4 separate regions of the Mus musculus genome follow, and all the other regions are linked to region 3. Evidence: chromatin contacts called from public promoter capture Hi-C data. All regions are on one chromosome and are shown on one strand. Each heading gives the region's core, a stretch centred on a gene start, on an enhancer-like site or on the middle of the called end of the contact. The rest is flanking DNA. Distances are from core to core; before and after follow the strand shown.

What was found. Promoter capture Hi-C pulls out the DNA fragments that hold promoters and counts their contacts.
Region 1: a promoter capture Hi-C map of pre-B cells shows a contact between it and region 3. The contact joins the promoter of A430005L14Rik here to the promoter of Plod1 in region 3. A contact is called at or near these places in 2 of 39 promoter capture datasets (cranial neural crest and pre-B cells) and 1 of 484 Hi-C or Micro-C datasets (CD8 T cells).
Region 2: a promoter capture Hi-C map of frontonasal cranial neural crest shows a contact between it and region 3. The contact joins the promoter of Dffb here to the promoter of Plod1 in region 3. A contact is called at or near these places in 3 of 39 promoter capture datasets (cranial neural crest, frontonasal cranial neural crest and pre-B cells) and 1 of 484 Hi-C or Micro-C datasets (CD8 T cells).
Region 4: a promoter capture Hi-C map of pre-B cells shows a contact between it and region 3. The contact joins the promoter of Aurkaip1 here to the promoter of Plod1 in region 3. A contact is called at or near these places in 3 of 39 promoter capture datasets (cranial neural crest, pre-B cells and second pharyngeal arch cranial neural crest).

The regions. Positions count from the first base shown.
Region 1 is chr4:153,955,960-153,958,877 of GRCm38.p6, forward strand. It overlaps A430005L14Rik (RIKEN cDNA A430005L14 gene), which reads left to right and starts at 1,278. Exons shown (of 4, transcript NM_175287.4): 1 at 1,278-1,363. The coding sequence starts at 1,349.
Region 2 is chr4:153,973,564-153,976,505 of GRCm38.p6, forward strand. Dffb (DNA fragmentation factor, beta subunit) reads right to left here and starts at 1,518. Exons shown (of 7, transcript NM_007859.4): 1 at 1,304-1,518; 2 at 1,006-1,132. The coding sequence starts at 1,426. It overlaps Cep104 (centrosomal protein 104), which reads left to right and starts at 1,998. Exons shown (of 22, transcript NM_177673.2): 1 at 1,998-2,034.
Region 3 is chr4:147,935,031-147,938,059 of GRCm38.p6, forward strand. Plod1 (procollagen-lysine, 2-oxoglutarate 5-dioxygenase 1) reads right to left here and starts at 1,746. Exons shown (of 19, transcript NM_011122.3): 1 at 1,572-1,746. The coding sequence starts at 1,647.
Region 4 is chr4:155,830,005-155,832,842 of GRCm38.p6, forward strand. Aurkaip1 (aurora kinase A interacting protein 1) reads left to right here and starts at 1,265. Exons shown (of 4, transcript NM_025338.4): 1 at 1,265-1,731; 2 at 1,979-2,066; 3 at 2,348-2,793. The coding sequence starts at 2,012.

The DNA.
Region 1 (2,918 bases), core at 28-2,527, 6.0 Mb after region 3:
GACAGAGGAGCCTGTGCAGCTCTGCAGTGCAGACGGTATCTTTACATGCTTGTCTCCTTTTTATTGCACTGAAGAGAGGAGTGGGCTTGGAGAGAGGAGCAGGCTTGGAGAGAGAGAGGAGTGGGCTTGGAGAGAGCTGGTCAGGCAGAGCAGAGGACAAGGACTTCCAGGATGTAAGGGAAACCAAACCCTAGAGCAGTTTACTCTCTGGTCTCACCCTTAAGATGTCAAAACAGTGATGTCTGTCTGGTTCATTTTGTGAGTTCTGCGACCAGGGTTACCTGTCCAGGCTGTCCAGCAGGACCAGAGGCTGAGGCCAAAGGTTTCATGTGTATTTGAAGCTAATTATAATATTTATCATCATTATTATTGATGTGTTTATAAAAAGATAAAGACAGAAAGAATATGTCCTATAGGGGTGTGGTGAGGTTTAGAGGAAGGGAATGTCTCAGCGGGCCCATGCTGAGGCATCCCTTCCTCCTGAGGGAGCAGCCACACGATGGTATAGTATAGAATAGAGTTTATTCAAGGTAGACAGGAGTTAAGAGGGTAATTGAGGCAGAGAAAGGCAGAGAGAGGGAGAGAGTAGAGAAGTAGAGGCCAGCCATGGCTATGAGCACTTGGAGAGAGTGGAAAGGGAAGGGAATGGGGAAGGGGAGAGCAAGAGCAAGGAAGAGAAGCAAGAGGGAAGCAAGACTAAGAGAGGGAGGAGGGGACAAGCAGCCCCTATAAAAGTGGGTCAGGCCAGTTAACTGTGGGGAGGAGCATATTGTGGGTGGAGTTTAGACAGAATGCTAACAATTTGTTATTATATTTATTGAGATGGGGAGTAACTCGGGAGTGTCAGTAATTGTCAGAGGATACGTAGCAAGAGTCTCCTCTCTCTTCCCACCATAGAGTTCACACGTGGACTGTGAGGTGCCGGCAGATGGCAGAGCTAGGCCGGTCTAACGCCTCCCTCGGGGTGAAGGGGAACCCGAGCTGAAGGTGGCCTGAGACCCGAGAGCACAGGCCTGCAGCAAGGCAGCCGCCCTTCTCAAACATGGCGGCGACGGGGGTCCCAGGGATGTGCCCTTCCCAAACATGGCGGCCAAAACGGGCGGGCCTCCGCGCGAAGGAGACGTCCCTTTCCCAGCGTGGCGGGAACCTTGCCCAGCTTCCGGCGCTCCGCCCGCGGCTCGCCGTCCGTCGGGGAGGCGCGCGCTGCCCGCTCTGCACGCGGAGAGCACGTGACCTGGAGACGCCGGCCCCTGATTGGTGACGTGGCGATGACATCAGACGCCGCGCGCGCGCTCAGAGCCGCGCGATTGAGACTTGGCGGAGGAGCGTTAGGCCGGGGCGCTCACTCATGAGGAGCAGGAAGGTGAGGGGCCCCCGCAGGCGGGGTGCGCGCCGCCGAGCCGCACTCTCCCAGGGGAGCCGGCGGGGGGCGGGCGCCTCGAGCCCCGCCCCTGGGAGGGGAACCCGCACTCCAGGCACCTCCACCCGCCCCAGGCGCGGGGCTCCAGGCTCGCTCCCCGGGGTGAGGGCCACCGGGACCCGAGCTTTGCCCTCGGCCGTGCGGGCTACTGCCCGGGCTTCCTGGCCTCTCGCACTGCCCACAGATGGGCGTGCTGCAGCCGAGCGAGCTCAGCCAAGCCCCTGTGTCGTGTGTAACCTGGGCTGAGGGCGGGCAGTGGGACGGGAGCTAGGGTGACTGGGACCTAAACCCCGGCTGCAAAGGGTCTCTGGCCGAACGAGCATGGCAGGGACAGTGAGTCCCTTAGCCTGAAGTGTGTCTGCCCTGCACCGCTAGCCAAAGTCCAGGCTGACGTCCCTGCCTCTTGCGTTGCGCAGACGTTTGTGTGTAGCGAGGCTGACAATAACTGTTCCCCGTGTCAGTGGTCATGGTTGCTGCCCCTCCCTTGCATAAGGAGACTTTATTAAGGTTTAATAGTTCCCCGCTGTGTTTTTTACTTCTTTGCGCGCCTCGGTTCCAGTGAGACACAGAAGGGTCTAACTCTTGTGAGGTTCTCTCCCACTTTCCGTTAGCTGTCTGTTGACAGTGCAGCCTTGCAATCCTTACTTTACCCTTTGCAGCCACTTCCTCAGGCCAGCAAGGGCCCCTCGGACCCTCCCCCTTTGTTTGTTCCTGCCTGTTGCTAGCACGTGCCTCTTTTGCCTGTTCAGAGAAGTATGTTTAAGATAATTTTATGTTAGGGACTTTCCTTGGGGGTCGAGGGTGCCCTTTGTACCTGGATTACTGATTGGGTCCTTAGCTTCAGCTAGAACTCCCGGTGGTTCTAAAGCAACACCCCCTCCCCCCTCCACACACACACCCATTTGCATCTGGAAATTCCTTTATTCTCACCTTCATCTTAGAGGACAGGTTTTCTGGGTATGGATTTTCTTAGCTGGCATTTTGTTTCGTGCAGGTAGTGATCTCACCGTGGTTCACATACTGTTTCTGCAGAATAAGCAGTTGTTTTTTACTGGTACCTCCAGGATGAGAACTGCCCCGGGAGGTGGCCTGGCCATGTGTTTATTATCCTCTCCCTCCTGTGTCACAAACTTCCCAGTCACAGGTTATTGTTTTCAACGAACAGGAGGCTTTCAACCATTCTGTCTTCAAATACTTTTTTCTGCTTTTTCTACTTTCTGGTTGTCCCTTACATGTATGTGTGCTGGTGTGTGAGTTAAGGCCAGCCTAGGCTACCTAGGAAGTTCTAGGTCAGCTGGGGCAATAAGATATGTGACACAGTTGTGTGTGATGGCAACAGGCTGTGACCCCAGCACTCGGGAGGCTAAGACAGATGTATTTTATATTCAAGACCTAGCAGAGTAACTTAATGAAATTGACAAAAAAGAAAAAGACAGGCAGGCAGGCAGAGGTGGGGCTGGGAGTGCATGAAACTCCCGAGCAGAGCAGCGTAAGCCAG
Region 2 (2,942 bases), core at 268-2,767, 6.0 Mb after region 3:
TCTGGATCTATCAAGGTCAGAACTCTGGAAGCTGGTTTTGGGGGCACGAGCTTGGAATGTGAGCAGTTGGGAAGTAGAGGCAGGAGAATCACAAGTTTTAGACCAGCCTCGGCCACATGTAGCCTTGTCCTCCCCATTTCCCTTGCAAATCTGAACCTTTTGCTCTAGTACAGAGCATGGAAAGAGCAAGGCCGGTTAGCTATGTGGTTGGAGCTCAGTTTCAATAAAGACAGTGAAAAGCTACACAGCGGGAGATATTTGAAAACCACACTATCTTACATCGAAGTCATAACCAAGATATTCTGGAGGGGGGGGGGGCTAAATATTTAAACAGCTTTATAAATCCGACTAAGAAACACAAAAAACGCGAAGAATCGCTTCTCTGAAGAGTGCCTTCAAGTGGTAAATAGGAAGATAATACCCAATCCCATTAGCCACCAGGGAAATTCGGATTAAGACTACAATGATCTGTCATCACACCTACCTAGAATAGCCTGAATGAAAACCATGATACCTGAGAGCATTTCAGCACACTGGTCGAAGTACAGCCCGGAGCAACAGTGAATGGAACCAAGACCTGCCCTGCCCTGCCCTGCCCTGCCCTGCCCTGCCCTGCCCTGCCCTGCCCTGCCCTGCCCAGCCCAGCCCAGCCCAACCCAGCACAGCACAGCACAGCACAGCACACCACAGCACAGCACAGCACAGCACACCACAGCACAGCACAGCACACCACAGCACAGCACAGCACAGCACAGCACAGCACAGCACAGCACACCACAGCACAGCACAGCACACCACAGCACAGCACAGCACAGCACAGCAGCACCGACCCCAGTCTCAATCCTTCCCTTGCCCTTGGCAGTTTCAAAATTAAAATCAAAGTTCTTCAGCAAAAGCTTTTGGCATTCAGAGCCTTTAACCAGATCTTCTGGGTTCCTGCCCGGGCCCCTCGACGAGGCTTTAAACCGTGTAGGTCCCTCCCATCTCCAAAGTGTTCCTACTCACAGCCATGCCAGGTCTCGCCAGCGGTGAGCAATAGGAGCTCAGCGTCGTTGGGAAGGCCCGGGAAGCAGTCGTCCGTCACCTCCGTGCCATCTTCGTACAGGCACAGCCGGGAACCGGGCATCGGGAGCTGGAGGACAAGAAGATCAGCTTGTCCCACAACAGTCTTGGCTTCCAGACAGCCAGCTCTGCGTACTGTAGAAGCCTAGCGCCTGTCCAAGCCCACCCAAGAGGATGGAAATCGTAGGGGTGGAAGCCAAGGTGCCCGCCGCGCAGTGCTTGCCCGGAATGCAAGACCCACCTGGAAGCGGACGCAGCCCTTACGCAGCAGCTCCTGGCAGCTCCGGGCCGCCACGCCGAACTTGCAGGCGCTATGTAGGGCTCGCAACTTGACGCATTTGGGTTGGCGGAGCACCGCGCACATTGCAGGGCTGCGGTACCGTAGCGACACTGGACTTGTAACGTTCCTGCCCGGAACTGTGGTGCGTAGACGCGGCCCGGAACTCTTTTCTCTACGTAGGTAGGTGCAACCGGAAACGTCCGACTGCAGGACCTGTCCCCAGCCAGAATCCTCGAGGCCTGGATGCGCACGCAGGCGCCGGCGGGCGGACGCGCAGGCGTACCGCGCGGGCCGGCCTGGTTGCTATGGGAGCGCAGCTGCGGCCCGGGCCCTGGGCAGAGGCAGCCCGGGCTGCTCCTCTGCTGCCCTCCTCAGAGGCCCGGGGTGGGGGCGGCTGGACCGAGACCCCTCCGAAGATAGCGGAGGCCGACATCGCAGCGGCCCCGCCTGGTCGTTTCCGCGGCGCTCTGTGACCCTGCGTGGCCTCGGTCTTCGGCAGGCACCCGGGGCGGAGGCTCCCTGACACCTGGCCTTGGAGGGACTGCGCGGCCAGTGCCTGTTCCAGGCCTCCCTGCAGCGCATCTCAGCCTTCGTGTCCGGAATCGGATTCGAGCCCCGCCTTGTCCTCGTCTGCATGCGTTACTGAACAGGAGCAGTTGCCACGAGACTAAAGACTGTAGCTCTGGCTCCGGGTAGGCTACACTTCGATCCGTGTCGTTTGGGGGTTTTGTTTGTTCGCTGGGTTTGGTTTGTTGTGCTTTTTAAGCGTTAAGATTCTCTAAAGCACTCTCAGTCCTTAAAATTACTTGGCCCCAGATCATTACTTAATATTGTAACATTTACGTTTTCTTGAAAAGAAAACTGGAAACACTTTTCATATCCTTGTAACAAAATGTTTGGAAGTTGCTACATTGAGTTCGGGTTTCTGGTTGGAAAGATGACAGGGTAAGTTCATAACCAAAAATAGAAGAGTTGGGGCTTAGTTTATAAGCAATGCTAGGGTAAATGTCAATTGACACTGCTGGCTGTGGCTGCCCTAGTGGCAGCTGGAACACCAGCCGCCTGTGGTAACCAGCTAGTAACACAGCATTGCACAGATCCAGATCTGTGGTGGGCTTTGTGAGGCGGGAAGGAACAGGAGGTGGAAGGGCTCCAGTGAGTGCATCGGCTGAAAATGTACATTTTGTAGATGTCCTTATTGAGGCCCCAGTGTTTTGGCCACGCTGCCCCCACAGCCCTCCTGCAGGGATCTTCAGTACCCGTACTTTGTTTTAGTTTTATTGGGCATACACTTGTATCTGCTGTTAACATTCTGTTCTATGCACCACAGAGACGAGGTAGACAGACCTGATTTTTGTTTGTTTGTTTGTTTGCTTGCTTGTTTTTTGGTTTTTGTTTTTTTTTTTTTTTTTTTGAGACTGTCTCACTGTGTAGCCCTAGAACTACTACATATAGACCATACTGACCTCAAACTCCGAGATCCTCCAAGTTCTGGGATCAAAGGCATGCACTACCACACCTGACACGGGCTCTTGAAGACACAGGGTCTGGTCAAGGCACTGGAGAAGTTCGTTAGATTTGACTATTCTCTAGAATTCAA
Region 3 (3,029 bases), core at 496-2,995:
GTCCAGTAATGATGTCCCCAGATGGACAAACTATGACCCCAGTCAGCAGAGATGAAAGAGGCATGGTGGAAGAGCAGAGTGTTACGAACAGTTGGCTCAGCAAGGAATTTAGCCTTCCTGAACTCCACCATAGGAACCATGGATGAAGGAGCCCCCTTTCAGAGATTAATGTGAAGACCCAAATGAGTGTCTGAAGTGTGGAACACAGTGTCTGCCGGTGACGCCTCCATTCTTGGCACAGAGCGGGAGCTGAGTTCTGGGCTTCCTAGAGGGCAACTGAGGCTCTTGGAACTGGGATGGTCTGGAGTATCCGAGCACGCATCAGCAGAAGCAGGAGAAAGTGAAATGGAGAAAAAATGGCTGCCACTGGGCTCCAGGTTCCTGCCACTAGGTGGGCCTTTGCACACATTACCAACTCTGTAGTCGGGACTTATCAGAGTCTCTTATCTATCTTCCTTTGATGCTAGATTAGACCCTACCAAAACAAACAAACAAACAAAAAAACCCCAAAACAACAACAACAACAAACCTAGCTGCTCTGAGCTTGGAGAGAAAATGCCCAGAGCCTTGACTTTAAGGGGACTCAGGGGCTGGTCTTATTTGAGGAATCTCTTGTGATCTCTAGAAATGAGGTCTTGCCACTCTGTGTTGGAGTCTAAAATACCAAGCTTCTCAAAAACTGTGCATCACCAACGCGAAAGGCGTGTGACCCTATGTATAACTGAGCACAGATGGAAGACGGAGCAGGCATGCAAAAACCTGTGGCTCCCAGCACATGGGTTTCAAAGCCAGGTTCTTTTCCTTTCCTTTTTTTTTTTTTTTTTTTTTTCTTCCTTTCTTTCCTTTTTGGTCAGGGTCTCATGTAGTCTAGACTGACTTTAACCCTTCGTGTAGTTGAGGATGACCTTGGACTTCTGATAACCCTGCTTCAACCTCCCTGAGTACTGGGGTTATAAGCATGCACAACTATGTTTAGTTTATGCAGCGCTGGGGACCAAACCCTGGGCTGCATGCGAGCTAGGCAAGTGCTCTTACCAACAGGGCTCACCCACCGGAGCCCTCCACATTCCTACCACCCACCATGTTCAGGCCAACTCCCATGTCTCCAGCAACATGGGTGGAAGAAAACAGGATGCCCTGGAGAATGCGGCTGATTTGGAGCCTCAGTTTGTAAAGCTGGAAAACGGGGTTAACATAAGAAAACACTTCCAGCAAACGTATTTAACTGGTGCTTAACTAGTGAGGCCAGGCTGCAGCAGATCGTGTACGATAAACGGGAGTCTTGCTACTTATTATGGGAATTGTGATCATGGACTCCTCTGAGCGCCAAATGAGGGTAGGGGGCGCGCAAGGGGAGAGTGTACTTCGGCTGTCCCCTCCTCTGCCCGCAGCACAAACCTAGGAATCCCGACCCCATGAGAGGAAGTGATCTACCGGAGTCACCCGCGGGCAAGTGGACAGATGACCGCAACCCAGCTCCCCGGCTCCCCCCCTTCCAGCCCAGGTCGCCTGGACACCCCGGTCCTCGGCGAGACAGACGGCCAGGCACAGCTCCGCCGCCGCGTCCTCACCCTCTAGCTTGGCGTCATCCTTCGCCTGGACCAGAAGAAGCCAGGCCAACGGGGCCAGGAGCAGCAGGGACCGCATAGCGGAGTCTCGGGAACAACCCGCCGGCACTGAGACAGAAGCTGAACTGGAAACTTCGCGACGGGGCCGGCGGGCGCTGCCACGCACTGAGCCCGCCCCGGGGGCGGTGCCGCGCACGCCTCCGCCCGCCTCGGGGAAGGGTTTTCCTGCTTAGGCTTCTAGGTCCTCCAGACTTGGGGCAGGTCGTTGTGCCCCCTGGGTCCCGATGCCGGACCGTCCATGCTCTCCCTCCCCCGCTTCTCTCCAAGTGGGCGAGGAGGGCGAGGCCTTGATGTCTAGAAGAGGAGACTTAATATCATCTGCACCGCGATGGTGGGAATATATATATAAAGTCTAGCCCCAGCTCCCAAAAGAGAATCACTTAATTCAACTTTCCGCTCCCTGGAAGGAAATCAGAAAGTAGTCAAGGAAATTGCAGCGGTTAATTATGGGATGGATGTGTGTGTGTGTGGTGATGGTGGGGGGGGGGTATTAGATGGATGGATAAGTGGGTGTGTAAGTGGGTGAGTGAGTGGATGGTTGGATGGCGGTATAGGTGGATGGATGGGTAAGTGGCTGGCTGGCTGGATAGATGGATGATGGGGGGCCAGATGGATGGATGGGTGAGTGAGTGGATGGATGAATGAGGGCTAAGTGGATGGAGTGAAAATTTTCAGTGCCATTCACAGACAAAGTAAAAGAAGGTCAAAAGTTTCTGGAGCAAGGGTTCCTGGTCCAGATGTGAGCCAAGCACATCTACATTTAGACAAAATCTGTCAAGCCGTAGAAGAGAGCTCAAACAGGGACCCTGGAATCTCAGTCCCACAGATTAGATCCTAGGGCAGGGTTCGGGAGGGCGGGGGAGGAGGGGCTTGACGAAATCAGGGAGTTAGGGAGATTTGGTCTTTCACAAAGGAAACAGGCATCTACAGGATGCTAAGTGGGAAAGGTTTTCTCTTCAGTATGACTCATTGTTAAAGATAGATCCTCTGCCTAGCAGATAGGTCAAAACAAGGTTGGGTGGGGTAGGGTGGGGTCTGCCCAAATCCTAGCACTCAGGAGGTAGAAGAGCTCCATTGTCCAAAGCCAGCCTGAGCTGCACAGCCAGACTCAGTCAGAGAAGGGAGGAAGAAGGTGTCAAAGCGAGCTGGAATCCCAGCACTCAGGAGGCATAGCAGGATCAGGAGTTCAAGACATGCTCAGCCGTAGAGCTAGTGACCATATAGCTTGAGGCTAGTGTGGACTGTGTGAGACCTCAACAACACACACCCACCCCCAACACAGGAAACTTACAGACCAATGTTTGCAATGATTATTTCCAAGTTGTGGAATAAACATGTTCATAACTTATGCAGCGTTTCTAGGTCATATTATTGGGAATCGTTCTTCTTTTCTTGTTTCTC
Region 4 (2,838 bases), core at 15-2,514, 7.9 Mb after region 3:
CTTTACTCACCTCCTGGAAGACTAGAAACTTGCTAGTTCCCGGGATTGTGTAAGGAGGATGCTTTGCTTGGTCTCTTTCCAAAACTTGTTTCCACTTGCCCTTTCTCTTATTGTCCCTGACTCTACAAAGACCTGTCCCGATACGGGTTGTTGTGAACATGACCATTTCTCTGATGGATTTATTTACTTTTATTCATCTCCTTGAACCTTTAGTTATGCAATCCAAGGAGAAACACATCAAATAAAAGCTGGCCATGTTGAGGACTGGGAGCACCAAGGTGAGGGCTGGAATCTAGAGACTCCATTTGCCTTTTGTGGCTAAACCCAGGGTGAGAGTCTGAACTAAAGACAGACTAAAATGCATAAACCTTCCTGTTTGGGCTAGCGCAGTGGTTAAGTGCTTGCCACATAAACCCGACAACTTGAATGAGATCCCTGGAATTCACTTCCTTAAATGTGGAAGAAGAGAAATGACTCCATGTGTGCTGTGGCATATGCAGGTGCACATTGTGCCTCCCCTCTCGAAACATCATTAGAAAAGACAAATATCTCCAGCATCCCCTCTCGAAGGTAGGGTACACGCAACATCACTTTGTGACCTCAGTTACACAGCTGGGACGACAGCCTGCAATTTCTGCCCTCTTATTGGTTTATGTAACTTTAGCTAGGTTAATGCCTGAGAATGAGATATTTGGCCACTTTGTGTTAAGAATCCACAGAAATCCCTCATGCGAGGCATACGTAGTTTCTCAAATGAAGGAGAACCCTAGTCTTGCACCCCTGTCCATCGGAGCCAGCAGGACTTTCTGGTCCACACTGAGGTGCAGTGGATTGCTAGGCTCTTGCCAAGGAAAGCAGCAGCCGTATTCTGAAGAAGCTGCTTTTAAGTTTTGGGATAAAAATTAACGTGTGTGTGAGGATATTTAAATTTTTCCTCAGGGGGCTGGTGAGATGGCTCAGTGGGTAAGAGCACCCGACTGCTCTTCCGAAGGTCCGAAGTTCAAATCCCAGCAACCACATGGTGGCTCACAACCATCCGTAATGAGATCTGACTCCCTCTTCTGGAGTGTCTGAAGACAGCTACAGTGTACTTATATATAATAAAAAATAAATAAATCTTTAAAAAAAATTTTTTTTTCCTCAGGGCACACTAAAGAAATTAGGACTTTTTTCACTTGAGATTAGCGGCAGGGTAGGACCGCGGAGCAGGAACAGGGCGGAGTTTCTGAGGCCTCAAGAAGCAGAGCGCCCCATTCTGCAGCCAGCCTATCCCACAGGACTATTAAACGACCTGCCGCCCTAACAGGAGGAGCGCCACTTGTCACTTCCGCAGTCCTACGGTCCATGGCGGTACCCGGAGGCTAACCGGCTTGGGAGAGACGAAAGGAAAAAAATATATATATATATACTGTAAAGTCCGCGTGCACGCAGAGAGCACTCTCCGGGATTGTGGTGGGTGTCGGGTGTGGGCACTTTTTACCCGGAACGTTGTTGCTGCTGGACAACAGCGGCAGGGGAAGCGTCCCCTCCAACCGGAAGCGATCGCCTTCGGGCACGCAAGGATCGAGTTAGCGCAGAGCCGGGCACCAGAGGGCGCTGCGTAGGACCAGGGACCGGAAGTGGTCGAGGTCAGAGGCGACCTGATCGGTCCTAACTTCCGGGATTCGGTGGGCCTGTTGCGGGGCTCAGATGATGAGCGGCGGCGGAGCTCGCTTGGCCTGCGTCTGTTTGGTGCGTGCGAGCGTCGATATCGTCCTGCGCTGTGGGTTTCGCTGCCTGAGCGGGAACCGTGGGTGGGCGGCTTACAGCGACCACGCTGGTGGAGAGAAGTAGGGACAGGATTTGCGCTCAGAGCGACTTTTGAAGATGTCTCCTTATCGCGGGTCAGGGGGACCCAGGGTGATGGGATATGCGAGGCCTGCGGCCGAGAGCACTGCCCGTCGCCGCTGCGTGACCTCAGCTGGTTCCTGTGTTCTAGCTTTGAGCGCTGCCGCCGGACCAACTGCTCACCATGTTCCTGGCGCGCCTGACTTCACGGCTGGCCAGGACTGTTGTTCCCTGGGCAGGTAAGACGCCCCTGGACGCGGAATCCACACCTGACTTGGGGATGGGAATCATCGCGGCCCAGCTCGCCTTCAGTAGTCTCCTGTCGCTACTGGGAATAAGAGCCTGGGCACAAACCTTTTCCTGCGAGCTTGCATGTAGTATGTAGGAGCACATCACAACTCCAGACGGAAGGATAAGGGGCAGGCCTTACCATTTGGGTCTACATGTTGCCCTAGCCTGGGTAGTAGTGGTGTTCTGATCTGCTGTGATGGCACTAGTAGCAACTGTGTTGTTTCCCCAGGTTTCAGTCGTTCCTGCCCTGGCTCCGGGGTGATTGGCAGCTATGCTTTTCGACCCCTTTACAGTTTGCAGCCTGCAAGCCCAAGTCGGGCTGCCTCCCTCCCTGGTAAGAGGACCCAGTCAGAGCTTGAGGAGTTCCTGGTCCCCAGGAAGATGGCCATCAGTCCTCTAGAGAGCTGGCTGACTGCTCAATACTTATTGCCCAGACGGAATGTCGAGGTCCCAGTGACTCTGGCTCCCTCCCAGTTCTACGAATGTCCACCTAGGCAGGGGGAGGAGGAAGCCCAGCAGGGAGTCAGGGAAGCCTGGGATGCCACTCCAGTGCAGTGCAAAAACGTGCTGAAGATCCGAAGGCGAAAGATGAACCACCACAAGTACCGTAAACTGGTCAAAAGGACCCGGTTTCTACGTCGCAAGGTCCGGGAAGGACGTTTGAAGAAGAAGCAGGTGAATATGGGCACTCCCTTGGACCTAGACTGACAGTGGTTAAAA